Regions from separate parts of the Zea mays genome. Here region 2 is linked to region 1. The links are chromatin contacts, called in public Hi-C maps. All regions are on one chromosome and are shown on one strand. The core of a region is the stretch at or near the end of the contact, and the rest is flanking DNA. Distances in the headings are between cores, read along the strand shown. Region 1 holds the start of LOC100282947 (DNA-binding protein HEXBP). Region 2 holds the start of LOC103637618 (Pollen Ole e 1 allergen and extensin family protein).

The links. Hi-C and Micro-C count contacts between places; a contact is called where the count stands out from the background.
Region 2: a Hi-C map of ear shows a contact between it and region 1, with 2.9 times the contacts expected there. The contact joins the promoter of LOC103637618 here to the promoter of LOC100282947 in region 1. A contact is called at or near these places in 2 of 25 Hi-C or Micro-C datasets (ear and tassel).

What each region holds. Positions count from the first base shown.
Region 1 is chr1:87,215,951-87,223,914 of Zm-B73-REFERENCE-NAM-5.0, reverse strand. LOC100282947 (DNA-binding protein HEXBP) reads left to right here and starts at 3,322. Exons shown (of 4, transcript NM_001155852.1): 1 at 3,322-3,502; 2 at 7,461-7,663. The coding sequence starts at 7,560.
Region 2 is chr1:87,504,724-87,512,687 of Zm-B73-REFERENCE-NAM-5.0, reverse strand. It overlaps LOC103637618 (Pollen Ole e 1 allergen and extensin family protein), which reads right to left and starts at 2,623. Exons shown (of 2, transcript XM_008659882.2): 1 at 2,277-2,623; 2 at 1,494-2,133. The coding sequence starts at 2,460. The coding sequence ends at 1,790.

The DNA.
Region 1 (7,964 bases), core at 2,073-4,572:
TTAAATGCCCCTGCAATTTGGTCAGTCGGTGTGGTGATTTAGTCAAGGTTGCTTCTGAGCGAAGCCAAGGCCTTGGGCGAGCCGGTGATGTGTCCGCCATAAAAAAGGGGGCCTCGGGCGAGACGGAAGTCTCTCGAGGTCGGCTGCCTTTGGCCGAGGCTAGGCTCGGGTGAAGCGTGATCGAGTCACTCGTGTGGACTGATCCCTGACTTAATCGTGCCCATCAGGCCTTTGCAGCTTTATGCTGATGGGGGTTACCAGCTGAGAATTAGGCGCCTTGAGGGTACCCCTAATTATGGTCCCCGACACATATATTCATCTCTATTGTTTCGTATGTAGCTCTGTTCTGTCATATTATAATATGTTATATATGTCTGTTATAATTTTACAGTCATCCTGTTTAAATTGCTATATGTTTATTTCCAGTTGTTCCGTAATAATTCATGAACCATGTTTACATATTTATTATATTTATATGATTTACATGCTTCATATGTTTTGTGTTCTCATGATCCATATTGTTATGGATATTTTTTAGATCACGATTTCGATGGGTAATTATTTATTATATGTCATCATCATAATGTTAATTTATGAAATTAAAATGGTACAAAAAATGCCTATAATTCTAACCGGAAATTTGTACCAACTCATGGTTAGTAGCCTGGCATCCAAAAAATGAGTTCAACGAACGATGTGGCAACTCGTTGATGCTTTGCATGGATGCATGCGACAAAATAAAAAAATGCGGGGTCCAACATGCACACGCAACGCCGGACGGATTGGGAGGTATAAATCACGCGAAAATATGAGGGATGAGAGCAAGCGGATGAGGGACAATGGTTTTTTGGAGAAAGAATGAGGAAGCTGTTGGAGCAAGAAAAATATTTTTTCTTCCCTAATATTTGTTTTGGGTTGGTTTACATTTTTCCGTTGGAGTTGCTCTAAGCCATTCGTAAAAAGCTACATGATTTGCTTAAAGACTCCATGACCGCTATATACATGAAAAATTATTGGTTGTATTCCACTCTTTGTTTGTGCAAATGTCAGCTTCATATGACCATGTAATGAAGAATCTACATCAGTGCTTTGAGGCCTACCATGCTTCCACAATTGTTAAATTATGATAATGCATAATCGCATGATAAAAGAACAAGAGAAAATTCTTTGTATACCACATTAATTACATCCAGTATCTTATTTACTATTGTAAATATCCTAATTCCTTCTATGCTACTCAGGTGTAATTTTGTACCCTTTTCATGCCATCGTCAGTGACATAGAAGGATAAAAAAATGCATGTCATAATCTCTTCTATGCCACTGGGGATGGAACCGAATAATGTAGAAGATATTATGATATATTAATATTTATGATGACAAATAGAGTACTAGATAGAATTTCAGTGACATACGGAGAATTGTCCCAAAAGAACAAACAACAGACAAACCAACAAACACAATATCCACCCATGATCCACAAGCATAGAGCAAGAACGGCCGTAGAGAAACGCACCCTATCATCCTGATGTCATCATAGCGAAGTAAGAAATGTATTAATCTTGGTCACTATGGGGTGTTTGGTAGGCTATCCAGTCTATTATGTAGGCTATGGATGTGCAACTAGGATTGTTTGGTAGTCTGCACTAGCACTTGTGCCTGCCTTTAGCAGTGCAAAGAGGACTACAGTTGTTCGGCATACTATGTGGTATTTATTTCAAGGAAGAAAACATGGGGTTTACAATGATTGGGCCACTTGTAATGACCAAAATGTGGGTTATGGAAGGCCGCATTCCTAAAGTATGCTAGTGAGCATGAAGCAAGAATTGCATTCAATTCATATATGCATAGTCGAAGTGATGAACTTGGAAAACATTACTACAAGCATGTTGCTACACCGCCTAGTAATCAAGAGATGGTTTGTGTAGTTGGAAGGATATAGTTATCATTGTTCAGAGTACTGTCATAGTGTCATTCTTTTGCTCCTTTATTTACTGATGTAACCACACCTCACTATACATGTCCCTTTTTAATTAAGTGAGGGTGCGAACATTAAGTGAGGCCTTGTATGTCACTTTTAATTAGAAATAAGTACTTATTGTTGTAGAACAATTATGGCACTAGTAATCAAGAGAAGTCTGCTTTGTGTATGATTAATTGTGCCACTATTAACATGATCATCCATGTGGTGAAATAATACTTGCTTGTGTTTTGAACCTTGAACGACTTGTGGTTGGTAAACTCACCACCACTGTACAATAGTAGACCACATTCTGTTATGCAGGGAACCAAACAAACAAGGCATCGTGCTATGTAGGAAATTTTACACATGAAACCAAACAAGCACTCCTAGCTAACTGGATGCAACCCCTGACAGCCTGCCTAATACAACCAGGCATCAACTGTAAAATGCACAATCTTCGGTGAAAAGACAAAATACAGATGTGGTTAGTATCAATTCGTACTTCGACAACAAGCAAGATTAGCTTCCTTTGCAGACTTCAAACCAAGAGACAAAAGATGGAAACATTCTATGACCATCCGAATGTGTGAAGAGTTGGTTTAAGTATTCAAAGATTTGGCTCACATATGAAGAATATAAGATAATGTCATGAAGCTAAGTGCGATGAATCAAGCTCGAGTTAAGTGGAGTCATAATCATTCATATTAATGTCATGAAGCTAAGTGCGATGAATCAAGCTCGAGTTAAGTGGAGTCATAATCATTCATATTCTAAAGTAACCACTCAAAAAAGTCTATATGTGGTAATTACCATAACTATATTCTTGTTTTACGGGAACCCGCCGTTCCATATTTAGTACCGAAGTACTCTCTCCGTTTTTTTATTTGTCGTCGTTTAGTTCAAAAATAAACTAGCGAGACAAATATTCGAAAACGAAGGTAATATTAGTCATTAACTTGTAAATTATCAAGCACAAAATACTATTTCTAGTTACGGATAAACCTTTTCTACATTCAATCGAAAATGTTTTCGAGATTTGATAAAAGGTTCAACCTTAATAAATATAAAATAAAAATGTTCCGTTTGCTTATTTATAATGCACTATTAAATATATTTTTTGTTTGTTTTATTTGAAACCAATGTATCACTAGACACTGGAACATTTTGAAATGTCATACTAAGATAATAAACACAGAATCAAGAAGAATAGAAATTAAAAAGAGATCAGAAAAAGAGAAATTGCTAAAAAAGAAAACGCGAAACGGCCCAGGACAAGGCCCGTGGGCCGTGGTGAGCTCTCCGTGTCCGTCGGCCGAGCCGAACCCTCGGACTGGGCTACCGCCGCATGCCCCGTCCCGAATCCATTCCGTTCACCCCGTCCCCCTCGTTCTCTCTCTCGTTGCGACGACTGTGTGGAGTACCGCCCCCGCCCCCTCACCCTCACCCCCCGACGCCGACGCCCTAGGCGGCTACGCCAGGTCCCGAGGGACGGGCCCTTCATCTTCGTCAGTCTATTCGCCGGGCGACGAGCACCCGCCAGGTATTCTTACCCTTCTCTTCCGTTCCCGCTGTGTGAAACGGAGCACCTAAACCCTAACTTAAATCTGAATGCATTTGTCTATTCGGTGCCTGAAAACTTCGAACTTTTTGCAAAAAATATCTTGTGTACCATGTCTCTCTAGGTTTTGTTAAACAAGTTAGGGGTACAAATACAATACATTCTACAGGAGAATCAATCCAGAGGGGGGTTGGGCGATCCCTCTCCCACCACCCAAACCCCTCCTGCCTGGAAGGACATAATCCATTTTGTTTGATTGCCAATTTGGGATAGGTTTCGATTGTTATGGATTTGCATGTATTTCAATATTTGGCTCATGGCTGAGGCAAGTTTTAGACCATTTGACTATGTACATGATAAAATCAGTGTAGTAAACAAGATATATTATTTCTCTTGCATAATAAGATACTGAGCGAGTATCACGTATACAGAGACAACTTTGACTCAGTAATACACTAGAAATTTGTGTCTAGTTAGGCCCAACACTCAGTAACTTGGTCAATATACCAAACTTGCTCTCCCGCTGAAGCTGAGAGGTGGGCTATGAAGCAGCATCTGCACTGTGAGAGACTGAGAGCACAAATGAATCCATCAAAAGTGGTCACTAAGGAACACTGAACTGCAAAAACGAAGATAAATAAAGCATTTGTTAGAGTAAAAATAATGATCACTGAAAACTTCACGAATTGCGTTTTGCAAAGAGCACACCACTATTGAGATACTAACAATAAAGGATTTCAAGACGATTTCGTTTTGGGGCCTAAGCAATATTAAATCAGTCCTCCTCAAATAGAAAATTTAATCGGTGCTATATCAGTACATAAAAAAAGAATGCTGGATGAAAACATGTTTTTTTCCTTGTACTCGGAAAAGTGAAAAACAAAGTTTTGCTTGACCGCTGAACATATATGGATAAATAGCTCTGTGTTAAGTTCTTCCAGAATACTGTCCACGGAAAATTTCTGCTAAAATTGAGAATTACTAAATTACAAAAACTCTGAAAGTATCAATTTAGCAGTAGCACTAGACACTAGGATATTTATCCAAATAAAATGGACTTAATATCACAGGGAAAAACCTCAAATTAATCTGATCACCATACATTTTAAAAATAATATACTAGTACAGCATGAAAATAACTAGTACTCGGAAAAATGTAGAATAGACATAGAGTAACGATTTTCTGAACAATTTAGCAGAGCAAGAACTCAGTCAGATAGGTTAACCAAGAACAAATGAGAGTAGCACTGTAGCAGTAAGCTAGTAACGACCAGATAAAATTATATAATGCATACCAATGATACTGATATAATACTCTATTCTGCAGTGAACTAGTGAAGTATGGCCAGAGACAAGTGAAAACAATTGAAAATAGTAACTCTATTCTGGTTTGTCATAAATGTGGATAATCTTCTATATAAACTTGGTCAAGCATAAAACATTTCGTTTAAGATAAAACCAAAACGCCACTCTTTGCAGGGTAGAGGTAGTATTAATATTAATATAACTTTGTAAGTTCAAATCTGTGAGATTGTACTTTGAAAAATTCAAATCCATGTTGCCAACTAAAAGCTAACTAATACAATACATTCTTCAACAGTAACTGTCATACTGTCTGCATCTTCTATGGTCTATTAAAGTAGCATAAGAGATCCAATTAACAATTCACAACTGCAAGATAATACCTGTAGTGGAAATCCAGTTTCTGGTGAGTCTGAACATTCAGAAATAATGAGAGCACATGAGAAAATGCTGCAGTAGGACAGTACCTAATTATCATGTGCGTGCCCCTAGACACACCATTTTTATCTTATTGAGGAAACAGAAAATCTAAATCAAATGCAAGAAATATTAGCCAATACTAAGCGGCAAAATTTCCTTCCTCAACCCTTAATCCCTTATCAATATTTTTTACTTATCCCATTCATCCTACCACTATTGTCAGGACAAACAAAACTAATGTATGCCGAAATGAACAGAGCACATATATTTAAAATGTCCTTCATAGTTGTTAAGGCGTCGCTTAATCGGTAAGGCGAGGATTAGGGGCAAGGCATCCGCCTCGCCTTACGTAGTTACGTCAGTGACTAAGGTGTCCGCCTTAGACCTCAAGGCGTCGCCTTGGCGCCTAGAGTCTCTGAGGCATCGCTCCGCGGACGCCATGAAATGATGTAGGGCTGGCCGGCTGGGTACATACCTTAAGCGGCTACGCGTTGAAGGTGCTCTGGAGCCTGGATCTCCAGCGACGGCGGCGGTTTCCCGGTGGTGGTGATTGCGTTGCGCCTCTCTAGGCAGCTTCTCAAGGCGGTGGGTGGCCAACACGGGAGAAGCTCCCCTCCGGGCTCAGTGGCAAGTGTCGGCTGTGCTCCCAAGAGTTCCAATCGAACGAACTGTTGGAGGTGGGTCTGTCAGCCGTGGAAGGAAGGAGGATTTAGGGTTAGGTGTTTTATAGTGTTTCCCTGTTTGGCCTTTGGGCTATTGGGCTGCAGCCTCCCTATTTGCTACTATTATCTCTATCTATTTGAGACAATTCCTATATTTTCTAATTTTATTTCCTATTTTCATATATTACTAAGGTGTCGTATCGCCTTACGCCTTATCGTTTAAAAGGTAGGGGGGGGTCGGTCGCCTTGCCGCCTTAGCAACTATGCTGTCCTTACCTTCTGATAGTACAAACGAAACATAAGCCGTAAATTCATTTTGCAACTTCTAGTGCTTTCAATGGAAACATAATTGATTTAACCTACTAATTTGCAAGCAAAACTGAGTAAGTGCTAAACTAGATTCAGATCCCAGCCTATTATAGGCTTAAAACACTGCCATATACTTTAAGGAGTTGCAGTGGTAATTAAAAAAACACTAGCCAAAATCGATTCCCAGCTGCAATCACTAAACCATATGTTTTACATTTTAGAATGAAGTGAACTATACCATGTGGATTTTGGTACACAACCAAGTACCCTATGCCGTTCTCGTTTTCAATTTGCAAGCACAAATAAATATATGCACCTCGAATTGTGACACTAGGCACCTTACTATACTACACTTTGTATTTATCAACACTACTGTATTAGAACTTTAGAAGCTTGGAAGATTAAAAAAACCATTTTAATCCACTGGCATTAGTTTCTCTATCTTCTGAAAGTTCTATTGTTGAAATGGCAAAACGTTTTTATTGGTTTGGAAATATATATGTTTCCTAATACTATCAGAGAACCAATTTATCAAGATGATATGAACAGTACAAAATTGATCCAAAAAATCTAGTTATCTGTCCCTAAGGAAAATAATACCGAAGATTGTAAGAGGCACTAGGATAAGGCTGGATTTTGCCTCCTGGCTGGAGGTGTCCCAAACATCATACTTGTTCGGGCTGGAAGCATATGAGCCACACGGCATCCCATTGCAGCATTGTGCATTCTCCGTGGATCTATGGCGTGAGCAAGCCATTCACCATGTAAGACTGTAGCACAGAGGGAGGGAGGGGGGGCAAGTACCAGGCGCCGCCTGCCAAGGAGAAGAGTGCTGAGAAGGAGCTCTGCTGGAATTGCGTGTAGTCTTGTTGGTGTCGGTGTGTTGGATGCGTGAGGGTCACACGACAACACAACCCACCCGACCTCAAGTGGGGATGCTTGTTTCCACTGTGGATCGATGTTTATTGGGCTACAACAAATCCAACCCATGTCATTGCCAAATGCTCGTTTGGCCCAAGACACAGTTTGCTCCCCGGCGTGGGTTTCGCTCCCCACATGCCCGTGGATCTGCCCCTGAACTACCCGTTCCATAGTCTTCCAAACAAGGCCTTACAGGGTTTACCATTGTGACCTACAGTGGGAACTTGAGCATGCTTATAGTGAAGGTTGGTGGGTTTTGTGGGACAATGGGACATAGCCACATAGGATTGGATTTTAGTCTGGTTTTGGTGTTTTGCTGTGGACAGAAAGAAGATCAGCGGTTTGTTGGAGTATCGAAGGTGGTGATTTCGTAGCGTGGTGTTGCAGTTTGGTTGGAGCTTGGAGTTTAGAGGGAAGATTTGGTGATGAGCAGCCGCAGCCTGCCGCCGAAGGATCGCAGGATGCGTACTGAACGCACCTCATACCGTGATGCACCATATCGGAGGGACAGCCGCCATGGTCCAAGCAGGTTTGAGCTAATCTAAGTCAAACAGGATGAATGTTTGGCATTGTTCTTCCAAACATCACTCTTCCTCTCGTTGTCATATATATATTTGGCTAAATGCTATGTGAATGGGTCGTACACAGTTTAAGTTCGTGGTGGTAGAATAACCATGTTTATTTGATTTATATGTAAAGTTTTCTCTATATTTATCCCATTATAATCACTTGTGCATGTATGTAGCATAAATAAGGACACTTGATATTGGTTAATGATAGCTCTAGTTCATCTAAAAGTCTAGTAAAACAAAATGTAATAGAGTAGGGTA
Region 2 (7,964 bases), core at 1,374-3,873, 290 kb before region 1:
TTCGGCTTCGGTTAAAATTTTCAACAGCACAACTATGCAATGGCAATGAATGTTGTGGTAACTTCTCACCAACCTGTTTGTTTATATAGTCATGCAGGAGAAGAAGGCGAACCGCCAAAGCATGCATACTGGCTGAACGGTGGCCCAGCCAACGCTCGGAATATTTTAATCGTTTTTTATAACAAGCTCAGGGAAGGGGTTTTTCGGACATTCGGCATTCTGAATCCTTTGTGTTTTTCGCGGACCGAGCTCGTTACGAAAAACGATCTAGCACCGCGAATGGGCTACTGTTGGGGGTCTTCTTCTCCGCCGAAGGTTCTCAAGGCGAAAATACCTTCGGCAAAATGATATAAAGGTCTTCCCTGCCTCCGCCGAAGATTATCAAGACGAAGGCCTTGAATAGAAGCAACATTGCCAAATGTCGAAGCTACCATGAGCTTCGGTTCAAGTCAAGCAGAAGAAGAAAAGACCGGATAGACCTTAGTATTCTAAGTTGTCTGTAGGTAAATGTTGAGGGTCATGAATGTAATTTCACCCGGGTTGTGTCTCATGCCTATAAATAGATGAACAGTAATCACTCTCTCGCGCCTTCACCTTCGAGCAAGCTGAAGATATCAATGTAATATGAATTTTGTTAATATTTGTACATAGTTTATGGAATACAAATATAAGTGGATTAACGAGATGCAATTACTACTTCCATCTCTTTGCATTCTTGTCCACATATTAAATGAAGAAGGTATGTACTTCATGACGTTCGTCTGATGAGTATATATTATATCCTCAGGAAGATAATGCTTCGGAAGACAAATGTCCCTAATAACTAATAATTGTGTTGCCATGTTCTTGATTCACAACATTTGAGAACGAGTGACCAACACATACACTTGCTCTTGTTATGGGTCCATAAAGCACAAAGGGGAAGTATCATGTGTAGTGATGTCCTCGTCGTCTTGAATTAGAGTTGTCCTCGATGGCATCAAATCTTCCTCGCCAAAATATGGATGCAGGTCTGAACTGTTAAACATGTGACTAACCCCAAAATCTATATGCAACTCAAGTTTATACGCATTATCATCGATTTTCTCAAGTGCCTTGAAAGGACCCGCTGCAAGAGACATAAGCTTATACTTTCTCAAATATGGAAATCGATCTTTTCTCAAGTGCAACTAAACCAAATCACCCGGTTCTAGTTTTACACCTTTGAGCCGGTCAAGAGGCTGGTAGCTTAGCTTAGTTTAGTTAGTTAGGGAGTTCATAATAAATATTTGAATTCCATATACGTAGGGGTTCGAAATATGCCTCGAACTTGTAGTTAATTCTATAGCGCACCGGATTGTTTTGGATTTTACTCCCGGCACCGGCAGCGTCTTGCTTTGGCATGAAGAAAAACTGACTCAAACCCGGACAGCCTCTGCGGATTTGGGATCGGCTTAAGTTAGTAATATTGTACTTTCCATTTCTTTTTATAAAAAAAAGTTCAAGCTGAATGCTACGCACGCAATTATATATCAGGTTCAGGATCGAGGCAAAAGAATAGTTCACAGAGTTCAACTAAAACCATGCCGGCATGCTGATCGCGCGTTACACAGATGAACAGAGCAGAGCAGTAACGTACGCAACGCATCGATCCACCTTCCAAAGAGACTTCGAAATCGGAGAAGGAAAAAAAAGGAAAGAATGAAAAATTACGCGAACGCAAAACGCTCGCATAAACCACCAGGAACACAATAACGCGATTGCGAACGCCGGTTGACTGGTGGCCAGCGCCGAGCTGCCGGGATCATCATCAGTAGCAGGCGTCGTCTTCGTCGTCGCCCTTGACGTCGTCGTCGCACTGGCGCAGGGTGCAGTAGTACGGGCCGACGGCGTAGGTGACCTTGGTGGGGGAGGCGTGCGTGAGGCGGGACGGGACCTGGCCAGTCTGGCCGCGGTTGAAGTCGGTGAAGGCGGCGCAGGCAGCGTCGCCCGAGGAGGCGAGGCGGACGAGGCAGCGGGACGGCGCGAGGTCGCAGCCGTTGGTCGCCTTGCTGGGCACCTCGATGTTGAAGATGCCCTGGCCGTCCGTGTAGTCCGAGCCGTGGTACACCACCCGGCTCCTGTCGTCCCGGCACGTGATGCTCACCTTGCTGCCTGCACGCACGCACGCACGTGGACATGCATGGCGGGTTAATTAGCCGCCGGCCGGCCAGGTCGATCGGGGCTGTATATATATCTCGTGTCAACGGCACCACTGCCGGCGAGGCAGGGGGGAAGGGAAAGGAAAGGAAACGAACCGGGGATCGGCTTGGCGTTGTAGGCGTAGGCGTTCCAGTTCTTGGTGCAGTCCTGGCACTGCACTTTGCCCGTCACCGTGAACGTCGACGGGTGGTAGTCCGGCAGCCGCGCCTCGGCGCACGCGACGGCCACGGCGGCCACCACCACCAGCGCGAGCGCGGGCATGCCCCTGGTGCGCGCCATTGTACTTGTACCGCCTGTCGCGCGCGCTCGCCTCCGACAACCTTTCGCACGCGCGCACGTAGCCTGGCGTATGTGCCAACACACGCGCGCTCCGGAAGACCACAGCGGACTGGTGCTTGAGGGGGCAGGCAAATGCGACGGTATGGCTTTTATCGGGGACAATGCACATTTAACATTGGTGCACATTGTGCACATATTAAATTATCACCACTTATTTTAGATCTAACGTCTCTAGTTGTTTGGTACATTTTACTAAGGACACCCTTCAACGTGGTGGTGTGTAGTGGTGGAATGTGTTATTTGTAAATTGAATAATTAACTAGAGACGTTAGATTTAAAATGAGTGGTGATGATTTAATATGTGCACCATGTGCACCAGTCTTTTATGTGCACCAGATATGTCCCCTTTATCGGGAGGGATTTGTCACTCGCCGCGGGCGGGCGACGTGAGCCCAACCCAACTCTACGACTACGATGGATGGCTTTGGTTGGCCAACGACGTGCGCGCCAGTACGTACGCGTCGTGTTCGTGTCGGTAGATATCGTCCTCAGGCGCCACCCATCCATCCGTCCGTCCGTCGTGGAGGCCACCCACGGTCGGCTCTGGCCGGCCTCATGCGCACCGCGCGTAGTCGCGAGCACGTGTATCACTTGAGTCACCAAACTACTTGTTCGATCCATCCAAAAATCGGTTCTGGCTCATCCAAATACCATGGATGTGAATGCCCAGATCCGATTAACCTGTTTTTTTATTTTTATTTTGAGAGTCTAAAAACCTAAGTGACAAATTATACCAAGTTCGAGAAATGTGGATAATTTTTACTCAATCCAACCGTAAGCACCACGCGCGGACCGCAAAGTAACAGAACAACCACCTACGATTAGTTTCAGCTCAGTTCAAATAAATGATAAATTTTAGCTGGTTGGTTGTTCTGTTGTTTTAAGATCGATAGGTGGATTTATGTCGTGGATCAAAAGAAAGCTATAAAACTGCTTCTATAGTGACAAGAGATTTGGTGGTATACATCGCATCTGTTAAGTAACCCTAGTTAGGGTTATGTGGGTAAATATCAGCTTTGCCCCTTATGGGTCTCACATCTCTATATAAGGAACTTGTACATCCTCTCATAAGAGAGAGAAGAGAAAGAGGTCAGAGGCACAACCCTATATTCTGTGTCTCGTGTGTTTCCTATGTCATGTTTATGGGAAGGGAGACGAGTCTTCTACAGCTTCTCGCGCCTCTACTGCTGACGGGAGGGAAGGCAGCGGATCTGGTGATCCGTGGTGACGTAGTTCTCAACACGTTATCAGCACGCTCTACCTCGACGTTGCTGCGACACCGACTGTCCGACTCTCCATCAAGCCGGCAGGTCCCCGGGCTAGCCGAACTGTCATACGCGACAGACTTCGTTTTCGTTCACTGAATCATGAAACATGGTATGAAATTTATAGATTGAATATGAAACTGTATATGAGTTTACTCTCTATTACCTTGGCTCCATGTACTAGCACTTGCATGCACCCGCATTAACAAGTGGCATCTGGATTTGATTGGATAAAACTCATGCAAACAATTGCTACGGCAAGCGTTTCTACCGCACTATGACCCTGGCTCGCGCGCGGTGATACGGCGTGTGGCGGCGCCCACCCGCGGCGGCCTGCGCAGCGGTGGGCGGTGGCCCTCGGGCCATAGGTCCAGGTCCAGTTTCCAAGGGATCGTCAACCGGATACAGTTGAGTCATCCGTGTTTCTCACGAGATTCCTAGACAAGCCGCATACAGTAATAGCTTGCCGCGAAAAAAAAGTACCGGACCGCCGTGGCTGCAGGACGTGGCGTCTCATCGGTATATCCTAGAATGCACATTTGCATGCATGCACACGGTAATGTGCATAAAAGATGGTGCACGTCTCCCTCCACCTGTTGCCATGCCAAAAAAAAAGCCATGCATAGCAGTGGTAGAGATGGCCAAACGGGCCGCCCGGCCCGGCCCGGCCGAAAACCGGGCCGAGCCTGCTGAGCCCGCGGGCTCAATTTTCTGTCCGAGCCCGGCCCGCAGCGGGCCCGTTTAGCACGAAAAAAGCGGGCTAAACGGACCGGTAAGCACGTTTTAGTGTAAAAAAACAGGCTTAACGGGCTTAGAGGTAAACGGACCGTGCCGGGCTAGCCCGCCGTGCCTAGTTTCCTGTCCAAGCCCGGCACGACACGAAAAGCGGGCCGGGCTCGGACCGGGCCCAAAAAGCGGGCTTCGTGCTGGGCTCGCGGGCCTCGTGCTTATTAGCCATCTATAGGCAATGGGATATGCATAGGCCAGAAGCCACATGCATCAGTGCTCCAATAGGAGCCGCTGAGAAAAAAAATAGAGAAAAATCGGCTAACAAAAGAAAAGCCTCCATTTATTTATTTTATTTATATCATGTTATAGATTACCAATAAAATAAGGCATGTTTAAAAATGGAAAATTACTTTTTATATCTGATGTGTTATGCTCGTGCAATTTATTTTTTCTGCTCTTATTTTTCGTAGTAAATAATTAGCAGAAAATTATTACACTGCATGTGAAGGCTATATTGTACATATTTAAATCGCTCTAAATATTTAGATTGCGTTGAACTTTCGTAATCACGTCGAACGATTAAATGATATATTGGGTACTCACACGCGTCAATCAGGTCGCGTTGTTAATTGACTAAGTTATGGCATTGGCTAAGTATTGGCTGCGCCCTCACAACACGACGCAGTATTTGTGTCATACGAACTTGGTTGTGTCATGTGATTGGTATATCGCACTCTCGCTTAATCAGACCGCTCCTGTAGAGTCGGGCTGTCATCGTCGAGTTGCATATTTTTCGCATGCCCTATTGGCACTATTCGTCTATCGTGATCATCGAGACACAAATGCGCCTGTTGCGCACGTTGTGTGGACATTTCGTGTACCCCGACTATCAAGCCATATATGCGCCTGTTGCGCTTGTTACGAGGGCTTACTATGTTGTCGTAGCCCTGATAGCCGCACACGCATTGACACCAGTTACGCTGGAGCTTGTACTCGCGTAGAATATGGTGGGTTATCTGAGCCCCTAAGGTTACTTTGTCACGCAACCTTCGTAAATAATTTTTTCGCTCTATATTTTGTTTGATTGTGTTGTGTGGCATCATATATTTATATATCGCCAAGTGGCCATAACAACTATATCAAATCTGGGAAATTAAATTGAAATACAATTAAACACAGATAAGTTAATTTTTTGCTCTCTCCTCATGCATAAAGTTTTACCCGAAGTAACCCGAAGATATATAATATAATGCATGAAAGCCTTTTTGGCATATGAAACATCACAATTTGGGATTCTATTTGTAAGCAAAGAGACCTTACCAAATAAATAAAGGCTTGAAATCTCAGTCATACATTGCTCAACCAGATGTTAGCGCATTGTTCTCTTTGTCGCTAAATGACATTAAGCAAACTATGAGATAAAAGGACATGTAATCGCCAGCAACACGAAGTTGCGAGTATACCGAGAGGTTATTCTGAGAAATTTTTCACTATATTGGTGTGAAAATCATAGTGTCGGGTACCGTAATTAGGGGTACCCCCAACAGTCCTAAACACGGCTGGTAACCACCATCAGCACATACCGCAAAGGCTGATGGGCGCGGTTCAGGTCAAGGCTCCGTCTACCCAAGGGGTGCGATCTCGCCTCGCCCGAGCCCAGCCTCGGGCGAGAACTGTAGTCCCGGACGAAGTTACGTCTCGCCCGAAGGCCTCCTCAGGCAGTGGGCGCAGCCTCGGCACGCCCGAGGCCCAACTCGAGCAATCTTCGTCGAGAAGAAACCTTGGTCAAATCGCCTCTCCAACCGACCGTATCACAGGCGCATTCAATGCGAGGATCGCCTGACACCTTATCCTGACACGCGTGCCTCATTCGGCAAGGTCGAAGTGACCGCAGTCACTTCGCCCTTTCACTGACCGACCTGACAGGAAAACAGCGTCGCTCGCCCCGCTCCGACTACTGTGCCACCCACCAGGGTGGAGCTGACAACAGCCAAGTTCAACCTCGGGCGCAACAGGAAACTCTGCCTCGCCCGACCTTAGGCCTCAACCTCGGCCTCGGAAGGTGGTCTCCGCCTCGCCCGACCCCAGGGCTCGGCCTCAACCTCGGCCTCGGGAGGAATCGTGTCCTCACCCGACCCCGGCCTCGGCCTCAGGAGAAGTCTCCGCCTCGCCCGACCTTGGGCTCGAACCGGCCACGCCGCAAGGGATACATCATTACCCTGCCCTTAGCTAGCTCAGGCTACGAGGGAACAAGACCGGTGTCCCATCTGGCTCGTCCCGGTGAACAGGCAATGATGGCTCCCCGCGTGCGCCCATGACGACGGTGGTTCTCAGCCCCCTACGGAAGCAAGGAGACGTCAGCAAGAACCCAGCAGCCCCGACAACTGTGCTTCTACAGGGCTCAAGCACTTCTCCGACGGCCATGTTATCGCATACACAGGGACTCTAGCGCCTCTCCGACAGCCATGTTGGCATGTACACAGGGCTCAGGCACCTCTCTGCCTGACACGTTAGCGCATAGCTACACCCCCCATTGTACACCTGGACCCTCTCCTTTCATCTATAAAAGGGAGGTCCAGGCCCCTCCTATAGAGGAGGGAGGAGGGTCGTGTGGGAGGACGGGTGGACGAACAACCTCTCTCTCTCTCTCTCGCGAACGCTTGTAACTCTTACTGCGAGCACACCCCCCCTGGTGCGGGATAACATGAGCCGCGTTTCTCCCTTGTGTTCCATCTTGCGCCAACCCATTTGGGCTGGGACACGCAGCGACAAATTTACTCGTCGGTCCATAGACCCCCCGGGGTCGAAACACCGACAGTTGGCGCGCCAGGTAGGGGCCTGCTGCGTGTTAACGAACAACTTCCCGTTGAGTTTCAGATGGGTAGTCTGCAGCAACCCTCTTCAGCCCGGGACGCTGCTCCGCTTCGAGAGTCTCGAGTTCATGTCCCTCGACGGCAGCTACAACATGGTACTCCTCCCCCCGCAGCGCGACAGCAGCAACAACGGTCGTCGGATCGTCCGGCGGCAACAAACTCGGCGACGTCTTCCCCCAATGACAGAAGAGCAGCATCCGGGTTTGCCTCGCCACCCTCCTCGCCGCAGAAGGAGGAGACGGGGCAACCATGGCCATGCAGGAGGCGGCGCCTCGTCGACTGTCGAGCGAGTCGACGACACCGACACCCCAACGGGGGACATGTCAGGCGTTGTCCTCGCACCTGAGACAACGACGGATGTCGTTTCCCCGCAACATGCCAACCCCGAGCGGACTGATGACGCCAGCACTCTAGCAAAGGACTTGCTAGGCATCAGCCTCGTACCGGAGATGACGGTGCAGTCCGTCCCCAACGCGACTTCCCCACCGTCCATCGACCAAGAGGTATCGTCCGCTTTTCATCCTGTGCCTTTTAGATTCAACTTCAATCCACCAAGCGACCCCGCTTTGGTGAGCGC